Linked DNA regions of Mus musculus: regions 1, 3, 4 and 5 are each linked to region 2. Evidence: chromatin contacts called from public promoter capture Hi-C data. All regions are on one chromosome and are shown on one strand. The core of a region is the stretch at or near the end of the contact, and the rest is flanking DNA. Distances in the headings are between cores, read along the strand shown.

What was found. Promoter capture Hi-C pulls out the DNA fragments that hold promoters and counts their contacts. Capture Hi-C pulls out chosen DNA fragments and counts their contacts.
Region 1: a promoter capture Hi-C map of neutrophils shows a contact between it and region 2, with 4 times the contacts expected there. The contact joins the promoter of Palm here to the promoter of Atcayos in region 2. A contact is called at or near these places in 4 of 39 promoter capture datasets (hippocampal neurons, liver and neutrophils), 1 of 484 Hi-C or Micro-C datasets (B cells), 1 of 115 datasets of contacts at active chromatin or transcription factors (pancreatic cancer cells) and 1 of 9 other capture datasets (liver).
Region 3: a promoter capture Hi-C map of liver shows a contact between it and region 2, with 3 times the contacts expected there. The contact joins the promoter of Ptbp1 here to the promoter of Atcayos in region 2. A contact is called at or near these places in 1 of 484 Hi-C or Micro-C datasets (muscle stem cells), 4 of 115 datasets of contacts at active chromatin or transcription factors (embryonic forebrain, fetal liver, pancreatic cancer cells and 1 more) and 2 of 9 other capture datasets (adipose tissue and liver).
Region 4: a contact with region 2 is called in a promoter capture Hi-C map of pre-B cells, with 4 times the contacts expected there. The contact joins the promoter of Gzmm here to the promoter of Atcayos in region 2. A contact is called at or near these places in 2 of 39 promoter capture datasets (hippocampal neurons and pre-B cells) and 1 of 115 datasets of contacts at active chromatin or transcription factors (pancreatic cancer cells).
Region 5: a promoter capture Hi-C map of liver shows a contact between it and region 2, with 5 times the contacts expected there. The contact joins the promoter of Prtn3 here to the promoter of Atcayos in region 2. A contact is called at or near these places in 2 of 115 datasets of contacts at active chromatin or transcription factors (fibro-adipogenic progenitors and pancreatic cancer cells) and 2 of 9 other capture datasets (adipose tissue and liver).

Annotation. Positions count from the first base shown.
Region 1 is chr10:79,792,283-79,794,982 of GRCm38.p6, forward strand. It overlaps Palm (paralemmin), which reads left to right and starts at 1,290. Exons shown (of 9, transcript NM_023128.4): 1 at 1,290-1,458. The coding sequence starts at 1,454. It also overlaps a transcript of Prss57 not described here.
Region 2 is chr10:81,193,360-81,196,059 of GRCm38.p6, forward strand. Atcayos (ataxia, cerebellar, Cayman type, opposite strand) reads left to right here and starts at 1,332. Exons shown (of 3, transcript NR_015477.1): 1 at 1,332-1,363.
Region 3 is chr10:79,853,134-79,855,833 of GRCm38.p6, forward strand. It overlaps Ptbp1 (polypyrimidine tract binding protein 1), which reads left to right and starts at 1,299. Exons shown (of 14, transcript NM_001077363.2): 1 at 1,299-1,588. The coding sequence starts at 1,581. It overlaps E130317F20Rik (RIKEN cDNA E130317F20 gene), which reads right to left and starts at 1,838. Exons shown (of 1, transcript NR_029447.1): 1 at 1-1,838.
Region 4 is chr10:79,687,689-79,690,388 of GRCm38.p6, forward strand. It overlaps Gzmm (granzyme M (lymphocyte met-ase 1)), which reads left to right and starts at 1,332. Exons shown (of 5, transcript NM_008504.3): 1 at 1,332-1,777. The coding sequence starts at 1,723. Cdc34 (cell division cycle 34) reads left to right here. Exons shown (of 5, transcript NM_177613.2): 5 at 161-710. The coding sequence ends at 371.
Region 5 is chr10:79,878,411-79,881,110 of GRCm38.p6, forward strand. Prtn3 (proteinase 3) reads left to right here and starts at 1,257. Exons shown (of 5, transcript NM_011178.2): 1 at 1,257-1,332; 2 at 2,018-2,183; 3 at 2,626-2,700. The coding sequence starts at 1,266.

The sequences.
Region 1 (2,700 bases), core at 40-2,539, 1.4 Mb before region 2:
GATTTGAACTCCTGACCTTCAGAAGAGCAGTCGGGTGCTCTTACCCACTGAGCCATCTCACCAGCCCTAAATCTTAACTCACTTGCTTAGGAGACAAAGATAGTGTCCTGAATCCCCAGAGCATACAGTAAGAACTCAGTCATTCTCTTTTGACTGAAAAGACAGTGGTCCAGGAACATGGAAGATACCAGCTGTCAGTCTGAGCATCTAATAATGCAGGCTCAGCAAAATATAGCATTCAGCCTGTCTTTGTCAGTAAAGTTTTATTGACACACAGCATAGAGCCCATCAATGTTGATAAAGTTTTATTGACACAGAACCACTTCACAGATCTCCTCCAGCTCCTCTGGTGTTCATGATAAGTGTACTGTCCTTGCAACACAAACCACCTGGCCAACAATGCTGGCAGTGTTTACTATCTGGCCTTTTATCTGAAAAGTTCGCCTGACCCTCAGTGTGTCCAGGTGAGACGACACCGTTAGCCCTCTAGCATCTGAGGAGGTGGGATGGGCAGAGAGGTGAAAAGGCTGAGAAACAGACACAGAATCACACACCACTATACCGGTGAGCCCAGATCCAAACCCAGGGAAGATAGGTGTGGTGGTGCAGGCCTGGCTAAGGCAGTGGGTACTTTCAGGACAGCCTAGTCTACATATTAGTCTACATAATTTCAAAAGAAGTCCAAGGGAAAGTGGGTGGCTTGGCAGGAAGGCAGTGGAAGATGTCCTGGGACCTCCACGTGCACACAAAGTGAGCATACAGTCTCCAAAACCAAACCAAAGGACAACGACTCTATCAGAGAAGCGAATTTTGTGACTCACTCTCCCTGCGCTGCCCCAAGGCCCAGTGAGTGTCTAAGGCCAAGGAGCTGCAGTCCAGGCAGAAAGTCACATGGTGCACTCTCTGAGGGAGACAGGCCCTATGTCTTTCTTACTGTGGCTCTCCAGTGCCCTGGGAACAAAGTCTAAGTTCACCCAATACCCCTTTGCTCAGTCTGGCAGCATCACAGGGCTGACTAAACTCCTGAGTTCAGTAAACCATATCCAGCCATTGGCCCAGGCTGGGCCTCGTGCAGGAACTGAACCCCCTCAAGAGCTGCTGCTGTGGCTCTCTCGCGGGTCGGGGGTCCGACTTGGGGCCCTAAACTATATCAGGACTCCTTTCATTCCATGGAGAACTCAGGGTGACTGGGTCCGGGATCTCTGCGACGTTTTGGGGTGCAGCTGCGCGGTGCGGAGCGTCTGCGGCCAGCAGGAGGCGCGCGCGGGCGCGAGGGATACAGGGAACGCGCAGAGGCGGCGCGCACACGAGCCCACCCGGCCGCGCCCGGACAATACCCGGCGCGCTGGGGACGATGCCCGCCCCGGTGCCGCCCCCGCGCCGCACAGCCCCGGCCGCCAGGCCCTAGAGTCGGCCCTGCCCCGCGCTGCACCGCCCACGGACCTCGCGGGAGATGGAGTGAGTACCCGGCCGCGCGCGCTCTGACGCCCCAGGCCCCCAACGGGGAACCTAGAGGCGACGCGGGGAGACCGTGCCCAGCTGCAAAAGGGAAGGATCGAGCTGGGCCGCGCACTCCAGGCCTGGTCCCCAATCAAGCTGGAGGGGGGGGCACCTGGGTTGCACCACACATCTCTTGCAGGATGCAAAGGAGAGAGGCCCACGCGCGCGCAAGACCCTTTATCCAAGCTGGGCCACCTGTGGGTGGGCGCCCCCCCCCCAAGAGGCTGCGGGACTTCGGAAGTAATGGGACCCTTACTCAAGAGGCTGGGTGCTCCCCGCTTCCCCTCCCCCAGCTTCGGCTTGCTGCTCCTGGCGCTTCTGTCGGTCCTTCCTGCGCTCTGCCCTCCTCGTGGCCTCTTCTGGGTCCGCAGCCTCTTGGCCAAACCAATTCCGACCCCTTAGATGTCCTGAGTTGCCACTGGCTGGAGAGGTAGATTTCTGTGGAGAGCTAGGCGGGCGGTTCCCTGACAGAAGCTTTAATCAGATTTCCCCCTTTCCCTCTAAGAGTATCCCCTCCCCCTTCCCAGAAAAAGCGGGGACCAGATGGTGTGACTCAAAGGAGTGGCTGACTGAGGTTGAAAATGATGGTGGAACCCAGTCCCCAAACCTAGTCTGAGTGAGCTGGGGTCTGTTTGTGTGGGTTTGCGAAGCGATGGGCAGTGGAAGATTTCATACGCACCGGGGCCCGTTCAGGCATGCAGCCCGCTCTGGGCAACGTGAGGGTGTCCCCCAAGCCCCTTACTCCCACAGGTGGGAAAGATAGGTGGTCTAGGGGTGCTTGACAAGCCTGGTGGTAGGAAAACATCTTCTAGGTCACAAATCTGCCTGCTTGGTGTCTTGGGGCATCCCACACAGGGAGCCTGTCCTTACCGAAGCCAGGGCTGGGACAGAGCAGTCTGGCCAGCCCGACTTGGCTGGTGACCGCTCCCCCTGCCCTTCCCTCTCTGGGTGTGTTTTGTGCAAGACAACTTTCCTCTTGGGATTAACCCGTGACCCGCCACACCCTCCGATGGGTGGGAGCTGTCACATCCTTCCCTGGCCAAGAAGGCTGACACCCAGCCCTGGCGTCCTTTACTTCAGAAAGCCCAGACAAAGGCCTGGCTGCTCCTCCGCCCTGCCCCGGGAGCCCAGCCAGGGGCTCAGGGGAGCCAGGGCCTGCACTTGCCTGCCCCACATCCCCTGGCTTGTTTATCTGTTCTG
Region 2 (2,700 bases), core at 82-2,581:
GGTCTGCGGCATTCAGATGCTGTCGTGTGCACAGCCACTGTGAGGCGGCAGGAGAGAGCCAGGCCAGGTTCCAAAGTCTGAATGCTGGCTGCCCTCTCTGAGTCCCACACCCTATGGCAGCTTAACCACCTGTAGGTCAAGATTCTGGGATCCAACACCTTCCGCTGTCTATGGGCATGGGGCGTGCACATGATGCACAGACACAAGCTCATAGAGAAGCCATGTGGGATGGCAAAGGCCTGGGGATCCGGATTTGTGAATTCAAGGTCATCCTGGTCTACAGAGTGAGTTCCAGGACTACACCTAAAAACCCATCTCAAAAAAAAAAAAGTGACTGGAGAGATGGCTCAGCTGTTAAGAGCACTGACTGCTCTTCCAGGGGTCCTGAGTTCAATTCCCAGCAACCACATGGTGGCTCACAACCATTTATAATGGGATCTGATGCCCTCTTCTGGTGTGTCTGAAGACAGCTACAGTGTACTCATATACATAAAATAAATAATTTTTTTAAAGCTGTTGCCATAGGCCCCTTCACGAGCTTTCCCGATAAGCCCACATTTTACAAAAATATGAACGTGTAATAGAGCATCCTCGGGACCCAGAAATGGAGCGTTATTTGGGAAGATTGGTCTGTTAGCTAAATTGAACGAAGGTGGGGCTGAGCTGTAGGCAGAAGAGGAATGATATAGAACAGATAGGTTCAAGCTGGAATGGGGGACCGGAGAATGCCGGCTCCGGGTGTGTGCACCAGGTTTCTGTTTCCGTATCAGGGCTTCACCCGGTTAGTGAGGACGGGCTCGTGGCTTCAGGTAACGCTGACGACAGCTGATAGGGCCGACACAGCTGACAAACCCCTGTGGCTTCTCAACCCGCTTTAAACTCCAGGGGCCAATGAGTTCTTGTGTCTCCAAAGCTGGTAACCAGACACCCCAAGTTATGAGCCTTGTCAGACGTCTGGGGCTTAGTAGCAAGGCCCCCTGAGTTGAGTCTTAATCAGTTAATTGACGCATTTATACGTTTTTGAGACAGGCTTTCACTATGTATCCTTGATCTGTGTTTGTGGTCTAGTTCGTACCTCCCCACAAGCTCCCTCGGGTTTAGCCTCTTGTAGGTCAGAGGGCACTGCTGTGCGCCATCCCGCCCCCACCTCCACCCGACCCAACCCCCCACCCCCGTCACAGCCTGGAACAGGTGCACGTAGCAGACCGGGCCTAGCCACGTTCGCGGTCGCTCAGCTCTTGACCATACTAGGGCAAGCAGCTCCCTCGCTATTAATAACCTGGCGGGGAGCCGGCGTCGTGTCTATAAAGCCGAGCACGCCAACCCCAAGCGGCTCCTTCAACCCCTGAGATCTTAAACAAAAGTAAGTACGCCAACCATCTCCCCTCCTTGGCCCTCACCCAGGCTTCCTGCGGCAGAAATGACCCCAAAAGTCAAAGAATTGTGTTAAAACGAAGGATGAGTGAAACACAGACCCTGCTGGTCCCGAAGGCTTGTGGGACAGCGGGCAGGAGGAGCTGTCATCTAAAGGGTGCAGAGCCAGGGACATCCCATCCTACCCAAGTGACCCCCAAGAATGCATGTGTGTCTTGGTGTGGGTGGTGAAGAGCTGGGGGATCAAAGAGGGGACTCTCTGTGTCCCCAAACTCAGTTCTCCTCTGGGTATGCAGCTCCCTGAACTTCTCTGTAGTTCAAAGCCAAAGCCATTTTTTTTTTTTTTTTGAGGTAGGGTCTCTGTAGCCCTGCCTGTCCTGGAACTTGATATGTCCAGGCTGGCCCTGGACTCAGGGAAATCCTCTTCTCTCTGCCTCCTGAGCGCTGGGATCAAAGACACGCACCACAACTCCTGGCTAAAGGGATTTTGTGGCTGTCCCACATGCATAAACCCAAGGTGTGTCCCCAAATTCCACCTGTGACCCATTACTGCAGACCTACTCCTGATGGCTGGAGAGACGAGGAGATGAGAAGTTCCTTTCCAGACAACTTGCAGTCACCGGGTGCATGGTGGTGTGTGGGGGTAGGGTGGATGACCTGGGGACACCCACCACTAGTGACTTCTGGCTCCTGTCAGCCCCTCCCCTCTGGCTTTGGCTGATCTTCCACTTAGTGTCCAGGATGCCCATCTCTTCCCTGGCCCTTGGAGACCTGAGGTCTGGAGAGCAGTGACCTTTGCAGGTGACAGTGTTGGACCAGGTGGGGCCCTGGGGTCTAAGTGCTGACTGAGTGTTCCGCTGAGCGCTGGCTGATGTCTGTGACAGGTGTCAGTGCAGGGATAGGACAGCACAGGGTGGGGAGGGCTGCCTGTCACCCATCTCCAGGTCCTGAGCAAACCACCACTATCACCTCAGTCTCTGGGTGTGGTTATTAGGACTTGGGGTGTGTGGGTTTTGGTGAGGTCACAGTCCTAGGGTTAAGTGTGGGGCAGGAGAGTCAACAAGAAAAGCTGAGAATCTGGTTCGGTGGATAAAGTGTTTGTCTCGAGTGCGTGGGGACCTTGGTCAGAATCCCTAGGACTCAACTCAACTGAGGCACAGCAGTGTCTGTATGGAGTCTGGAAATCCAGCCAGGCAGGGGACCTTATGCTCTGCTAGGTCCCACAGGCCAAGTTCTTCAGGATCTGGGGACAATAGAGCTGAGGGGTCAGCCACGAGGCCCCACTGCTGGCTCTGGGGCTTGTGAGTGTCCCTATCAGCACGGTAA
Region 3 (2,700 bases), core at 49-2,548, 1.3 Mb before region 2:
GAGGTCTCTGAAATGGCTTTCAACAAACTCTGCTAGTGTAGACCTGTGCTTCTTGGACATGAGCAGCCTCCAACTTCACTGGCAGCCACCCGTGCAGGTTAGCTTCTGAGGGTGGGGCTCCTGCTTGGCACCAGCCACCCAGAGAACAAAAACTGGCAGCCAACCTTATCCCTGATGGTCCAGCCAGGACCTGATGGGAGTCCCAGAGGGCTCAAATCCTATGCCTTGTTGTGTGTGTGTATGTGTTTTCTAAATCCGCGAGACGGTCCTGATTAGTGATTCTGGGCCTTCAAGCTAGCTGCTGTGCCGGCTGGCTGGGGCCTGAAAGACCTCACTCCCAGCGCGGCCTCCATGGAAATCGGCAGCCGCCCCTAATCCAGGCTGGAATCCTCTGGCACCAAGCCCGCGTTGGGGCTCCAAGGCTGTTGGGCCCCTGGCCAGATCTGCAAGGAAACCAGTATAGCCGCCAGCCCCTTTGCCCCGCCTCCCACGAGCCCTGTATTACAGAAAAGGGAGGCCAGTGCTCTGGGCTCACCTCCCGTGCAGGGCGGAGGAGAAACTTTTCCCCCTTGCCTGGCTTTTTTTTTTTTTTTAGCAGATAACCAGGCAGACAAGAATCCGGATAGTTTGTGCCTTTGGGAGTCCTACCAAAGGATCTGTTTTATAGCCTGCACTAGGCCTTGGAGAACCCGTCTTGCTTTGTGATACCCCAGGACTGGAAGGCAGAATCCTGGCTGCTGGGGTGAAGGTACAAGAGGGCGGAGTTTCGTCCCTCCAGTGGATTCTGCGGCTGCTGAGTTTGTAGCCTCGTTTCCCCAGCTTTAGGCAGAACCAGCCACACTGCGGCTCCTTTCCTCGGTTTCCCCATCCCTGCGACACAGATGGAGCTTGGCTGCTGTGGGTAGACAAAAGACGGAAAGAGATGATTCACAATCTAGTCGCGACTGCGTCTATGAAGCACGTGGCCTCCACCTCGTTGCGATCTAGTCCAGGAGAAACTCGGTTGAAAGGCCAAATTCTGGCCACGTGACCACAAGCAAGCTAGGGCAATACGGGGTTTTCTGCCCGCTTCTAAGATGGCGAAGCAGCTTGCTTTACTCTCACGTTGGAGGCTAACGGCTTCCAGTGCCTGCTTGCAATATGGAGGCAACCTCCAGAATGCACGCTTCTCTGCGTCTGACCCGCCACGTACCCACTCTCAAGATGGCGTCCCACGGGTCGAACAAAGGCTCGCTCATTGGCTCAGATGGTATCACGTGCGTCTACTCATTCACTCCCTCCCCCTCCCCCACCGGCCGTTTCCGTCTTCCGTCTTGACTGACGGCCGTCCCGCCCAACAGCTGTCTGCTGTCTGGATGCGTTTCGCCCTTGGAGTAACCTTTTGACCAATAGAAGGCCCTGGCGGGGGCAGGCGGGGTTGACCACGCCCACAGACCGCAGCGGGAACCAATGAGGATCGCGCGCGGGGGACGTGTGCGGGCGTCTCCGCCATCTTGTGAGTCTATAACTCGGAGCCGTTGGGTCGGTTTCTGCTATTCCTGCGCCTCCGCTCCGTTCCCCGCGGGTCTCTTCCGTGTGCCATGGACGGGTAAGTCCTGCCGCGCCCCTCGCACGCCGCTCCGCTCACCACTCCGTCCCAGCCATCGCTGCCGCGCGCGTGGACTTTTGGCCCCCGCCGATCCCTCTAACCGCTGCAATGGGCGCGTGCGTGTGGCCTCGTTCCGCGTGGCGCGCTCGGAATCCCGGGCGTCTGAGGCCCTTAAGGAAGCCGGTTGGCTTAGGGCGACCGCACCCAGCTTTCGGCTCCCCTTAAGCCCCTCGCCCAGCGCACTTCCGGTGCCCGCGCGGTTCATCCGGAGGAACCCAGCGCCCCCCTCCCGCCCTCCGCGTGCACGCGCGCTCCCTCCGGTGAGACGCGCTCACTCGGAGCGGCTCGGCCGCTGCGATCCTTCCCGCCTGCCGTGCTCCAATCCGGCCGGCTCGCCCTGTGCCCCGAGCAATGTCGCTTCGCACGCCGCATGCGACCCCGGGTGCGCGCGCGTAGTAGGGCGCGCGCCCTGGTGCGGGCACGCGCGCGGACCTGTGCCGAACGCGCCCGCCCTTCCCGCCTGGGGGGAGGTGTCCGGAGGAGGCCTCCAGGGCCCCCCATTGGAGGGGCGGGTGGGCCAGAGTGAGGTTCAGTTCGGTCTCCGGTGTGGGCGCCGGCCTGGCATCCGTATCTCCCACATGCTTCCCGGATGCCCCCTCCACTGGCAACTTTTTGTAGTTTTCGGTTTGTTTTGGAGACCGGATCTCATTGTAGGCTGGTCTGAAAGATCTGCTTGCGCTTGCCTCTGCTTGCGTAGTGATGGGACTAAAGGCCTGCGTCACCAGGCCCCGACTTTTTTGTTGAAACTTTTTGTTTGGCTTTTGGATAAGGACTGGCCTTGAATTCCTGATTTTCCCCACCTTAACCTCCCTAGTGCTTTGAGTCACCAGGCTTAGTAAGCGGCTTTCCTTTTAACACGATTCTGAAAAGTAGTTTGGCCTAGCTTCAAGCTGAGTACCTATGGCAGTCCTCCTGCCTCAGCCTTCTAAGTGCTGAGATGACAGACAGGAGTCTCCAGTTGCCTCCTTTGAGCAACTTACCGAGGATCTTTGAGCGGGGTGTGGTGGTGCACACCTTTAATCCTGCCAGAGATAGGCAGATCGAAGTGAGTT
Region 4 (2,700 bases), core at 82-2,581, 1.5 Mb before region 2:
GTTTCCCACAGCCAGCTGTGGTTACCTTCCTGCTGGGAACTGGCCACTCCTTGTCCCCACGCCCTTTATTCCCTCCCACCTGCTCCCTGCCCTCCATTCAGTGTCTATTCTTGGAATCCCATTGTCCTGGGCCTTGGCCTCACCTGCCCTGTCTCCCCAGGAAGCAGGTCCTGGGGACCAAGGTGGACGCGGAGCGCGATGGTGTGAAGGTGCCCACTACGCTGGCCGAGTACTGCGTGAAGACCAAGGCGCCGGCGCCCGACGAGGGCTCGGACCTCTTCTACGACGACTACTATGAGGACGGCGAAGTGGAGGAGGCCGACAGCTGCTTTGGGGATGAAGAGGATGACTCTGGCACCGAAGAGTCCTGACCCACGTCCCTGAAATAAACTTACAAATTTTACCTCAGCAGGACCCGTGTGGGCCTCAGGCGACAGACTACCTCACCGAGGTTCCATGTGGGCTCCCATCCCATGATCCTTAGGTCCTCTTACCCCGTATTCCCCATGGGTTTTCCTCGGCTTTGGAGAAGAGCTGTGGTGCAGGGCAAACACCCCACTCAGCTTTCAGATGATGACAAGCCTGGGAGGCTGGGGACCGACTGCCTGGTGGGGAGCCAGAGACTCCAGCCCAGCCCAAGGAAGGCCAGCACCACAGTCTCCTCTCTGCTTTTGGTGTGTGTGAAATAAAATAAAATAGCTTTCTGAGAAGCTGAGAGAATCACCTAGGACGCCGGTGGCACTCGGTACTGAGGGCCACCTGGGTAGCCCGGCCAAGGCCGTGGGATGGGCAGGAAGAGATAGTGACTGTTAAGGCTCAGGATTGTACAGGGGCCCCAGGCCCAGAAGCAACTTGCTGCCTGCAGATCCCACCTTCCTGCATCTGGCACTGTGGCTGTCTGTGTCCGCCTCCATCCTGCAGTCAGAAGGCCTGGGTCCTGAGGCGTGCAGAGGACTAGTATCCCAGCAGTCCTTGTGTCCTGGGCACTTCTTCAGCCCTGGGAACTCCAGTGCCTGCCTGAGGAGTCCCTGTGGCAGGCAGCCTGGTGACTCCCCACAGGAAGGACAGGCTGAGTGATGCTCTGACCACATCATGCTGTGCAGGGTGGCTACAGTGACCCAGTGCTGAAATAGCATTGGGTGCCATGTAAAGAAAGGAAAAGAAAGTGTCACTTTCATTGCGTGGGCCTGTTAACTCTCCAGAGTTCCAGTCTCCAGAACAAAGCTGTACTCTACTGAATAGCACTTCATGGAACCTGTGCTGCTTATAACTGATGAGAGAAGGACAAGTTGTTGGAAAGGCGTTAGTTCAGGCCTTCCTCTACCCGTATAATTTGCAGCCAGCCTTATGTACAAAGTTGCAGGGCCAGCAGTAAGGCTCAGTGGGTAGAGGCCTGCCACCAAGCCTAGCACAGGACCTACACGGCTCAAGGAGAGAACTGACCCTGTGAGTCATCCTCTGTGGGGGTTGAGGTCCATTGAGACAGACCCAGTGTTTACCTGGTGCTAATCACCAGAATGAGCATCACTGGGCTATAGTTGCTGCCCCCCAGGCAGGGGGCAGCTTTGACAGCAGAATTGCTTTCTAAAACCACACAGCAGGGTGTGAAGTAGGAGGAGTTGACACTTGTGCAAGGTGGGTGGTACTGGGAAGGCCACCTGTCCCCACAGGAAGAGAGAGTGGGGAACCCTTTCCCCCAGGGACCACTGATCCTGTGCCAGGATGGAGGTCTGCTGGTCCCTGCTGCTACTGCTGGCCCTGAAAACACTGTGGGCAGGTGAGCATTCGGGGGAAACTGAGGCCCAGAGCCGGGTATCCAGAGGGCTGTGGATGGGAGGCATTACGTACAGGGAAACTAGCAGATGATTCAGAACCCTGAGTAAAAACAGCGTAGAGCCGGGCGCGGTGGCGCGCGTCTTTAATCCCAGCACTTGGGAGGCAGAGGCAGGCGGATTTCTGAGTTCGAGGCCAGCCTGGTCTACAAAGTGAGTTCCAGGACCCCCAGAGCTATACAGAGAAACCCTGTCTCAAAAAAAAAAAGAAAGAAAACCACGTAGCCTGGTGACAGGCCTCTGAGCTCAGTATTTGAGGGGTCTGAGGCAGGAGGATTGCCATGAGTTCAGTTAGAGTGAGACCTATCAGAGGAAACAAAATGGGGTTAAGGATATAGCTTAAGTTGGGGCATATGCCTGGTGTACAGAAAACCTGGGCTCCATACTCCATTCCACCAGGCATGGTAGAGCACACCTGTCATCCTAGCACTGGAGGTGGAAGACCAGGAATTCAAACCCTTGCTCAAACCCTTGCTCTCCAGTGAGTTTGAGGCCATCTGTGCTACAGAGCCTCCTGAGCACTGACATTAGAGGTGTGTGGCTACCACACATGACTTTCTTTTTGTAAAGGTATTGCCATGTAGCCCTGGCTGGCCTGGAATTTATAAGTAAATACCCGCTTCTTGAGTTTGGTCAATGAGAGGCTGTGCTACCATCCTGAGGTACAGATGGCCTACAACTCACTGTAGAGCTGTGTCTCATGCCTGTAACCCCAGCTCTAGGGGACGAGCCAAGCCACAGGGTCCCTGAGGCTCTGGGAATGTGCTGAATCAGTGAAGCCTCAATTAAGGTATAGGGCAATGCAGAAAACACCAGACTTGGTCTCTGACCTCCATATATATACATCTATCTGTATGCATAGATGCAT
Region 5 (2,700 bases), core at 7-2,506, 1.3 Mb before region 2:
TGGGTTTAGACTATTTCATTTATTGATTTTTTTTTTTTTAGGTTTGAGACAGGGTTTCTGTGTAGCCCTGGCTGTCCAGGAACTCGCTCTGTAGACCAGGCTGGCCTCGAACTCACAAGAGCTCCTCTTGCCTCTGCCTCCTGAGTGCTGGGATTAAATGCGTGTGCCACCATTGCTGTGCTAGACTATTTTATAATAAATGAATATATTTGCTCTGTGATCCCAGCACAGAGGCAGGAGGATTGATGTTGGTTTGGGATTTAATAAACAGGGGTGGATGGGGAGGGAAAGGGCCAGATAGCTCAGTGGGTAAAGCACTATGGCAGAAGGGAGGGCTGCAGTTCCAGTCCCCAGAACCCGTGTCCACAGCGGAGACAGCCTCCTGTATTTCCGAGCATTTGTGTAAGGAGGCCCAGAAGAAGACAGGGACACCTCTCCCCCAACAAGCTAGAGAGCTGATTGACTGAAACCTTAGAGAGAGCCCCTGCCTCAATATAAGGTGGAGAGTCACTGAGGAAGATACCTTGTGTCAACCTCAGGCCACTCTATGCATGTGCATCCACACATGCCTATGCAGAAAGAAAGAAAGAAAGAAAGAAAGAAAGAAAGAAAGAAAGAAAGAAAGAAAGAAAGAGAGAGAGAGAGAGAGAAAGAAAGATTAAAAAATTTAAGATATATAAATTAAAAAGAAATAAAACACACACACAATATATATATTTATATGAAAAAAAACCAGTAAAGAGAAAAGAATAGGAAATTATCCCAGTGCAGAAGTGCATACTTGTCATCCGAGCGTGCAGGAGGCTGAGGCAGAAGGAACCTTGGATACGTGGTGAGTTCATGGCTAGCCAGGGTTACATGCAACCCTGTTTAAAATGAACACACATACACACACACACACACACACACACACACACACACACTACAACATTAGAGGAGAAATAATGAACTCCCAAAGTAAAATCTAGGCAGGTTATTAATGGGGAGGGTCATCGATGGGGGGTGTATCACAGGATCTGTGGATCATAGCTGAGTGGGTACTAAAGTGGCTTGTCCCAGGACCCTCAGCACGCTCTGGGTGGCAGAGGGCTTCCTGTGCCTCCAGAGAGACCCCCTGCGTCCTGCCCTACTGCAAACATTCCTGGGCCCCCAAACTGGAAGGAGGAAGTGGGACCCACAGCCCAGCCTTTAGCCACTGTTCAACGGCTCCCGGCAGAGCTGGGCTATAAGAGGGCCCCAGCAAGCAGGATGCCAGGAGCCTGGCCATGGCTGGAAGCTACCCATCCCCCAAGGGGATCCATCCCTTCCTGCTGCTTGCCCTGGTGGTTGGTGGTGAGTGTGTGTGTGGGTGGGGGGGTGGGGAGCTGTTCATTAACCAGCACCTTCCTAGAATAGCTGGGAAGGTCAGGGCATCCCCTGGTTAAATGCTTGGGAAGGAAAGAATGAGAGGGGGCATTGACTGCTTTCCTTCTGTTTTAGGGTTCTTTTTTAGACAGAGTCTTAAGTAGCCCAGGCTGGCCTTTGCTACATTATAGCAAATCAGCTTTGACCTCCTGGCCCTCATGCCTCATCTCAGTACTGGGGTAGCAAGCTCCCATGCTGTGTTTCTGTGGCACTGGATGTGGGACCTAGGGCTTTGTGCGTGTAAGCCACGACTCTACCCACTGAACCCAACACCAGCTTCAGCCCTTGATGGGTTCTTACTGTATGTGTGCCGCCCACGGACTCTCACTGCAGGGAGGAATTTCCAGGGAATCAGGAATTACCAGCCAAGCTGAATGGCGCACATCTTTAATCCCAGCAGTTGGGAGGCAGAGGCATGCAGATCTCGCTGAGTTCAAGGCCACCCTGGACCACAGTGTGAGACACTATCTCAAAACAAAATAATACGTGTAGACTCAAGTCAGCCCCCGACTCCTCCCCAGGCACAGGTCACTTTAAAACCATAGGTAGAACAGACTGTGGCTCTCATGGCTGGAACCCTTCAGGCTGCATTCCTGACACCTACTTCCCCTAGGCGCAGTCCAGGCCTCCAAGATTGTAGGTGGGCACGAGGCTCGGCCCCACTCTCGGCCTTATGTGGCATCCCTGCAGCTGAGCAGGTTCCCTGGGAGCCACTTCTGTGGTGGCACCCTGATCCACCCGAGATTCGTGCTGACAGCCGCCCACTGCCTGCAGGACATGTGAGTTCAGGAGACAGCGAGGGAGTGGCAGGTCTGAACTGACAGCAAAGCCCTGGATGGGTACCTCATAGTCTCTTCCCCTTCCAAAGGCTCCCTCTAGACCTGCCTCAGCTCTTCCCCATGCGTTCTCCAGGAGATTATTTCAACAGAGACTTTCTCTCACCTAGAATCCCCCAGTGAAGGGGATAGGGGAGTGGTTAGGGTAAATATCCCTTCTAGAATTCCCCAGGGAAGGGTCTGTGGGCACGGTCAGGGTAGAGTTCCTCCTACCTGCCTAGAATCCCCCAGTGAGCGACTAGGGGGCGTGGTTATGGTAGAGCCCCACCTGGATTCCTCCCAGAGGGCGTGGTCAGGGGTGGAGCACTTGGTAACGTGTTGAAGGATCGATCCGGGTTCCATCCCTTTCCCTACAACAAACAACATCCCACAACCTTCACTGCAGCTCCTGGCAGCTTGTGACAGTGGTGCTGGGTGCCCACGACCTGCTGAGCTCGGAGCCTGAGCAGCAGAAGTTCAC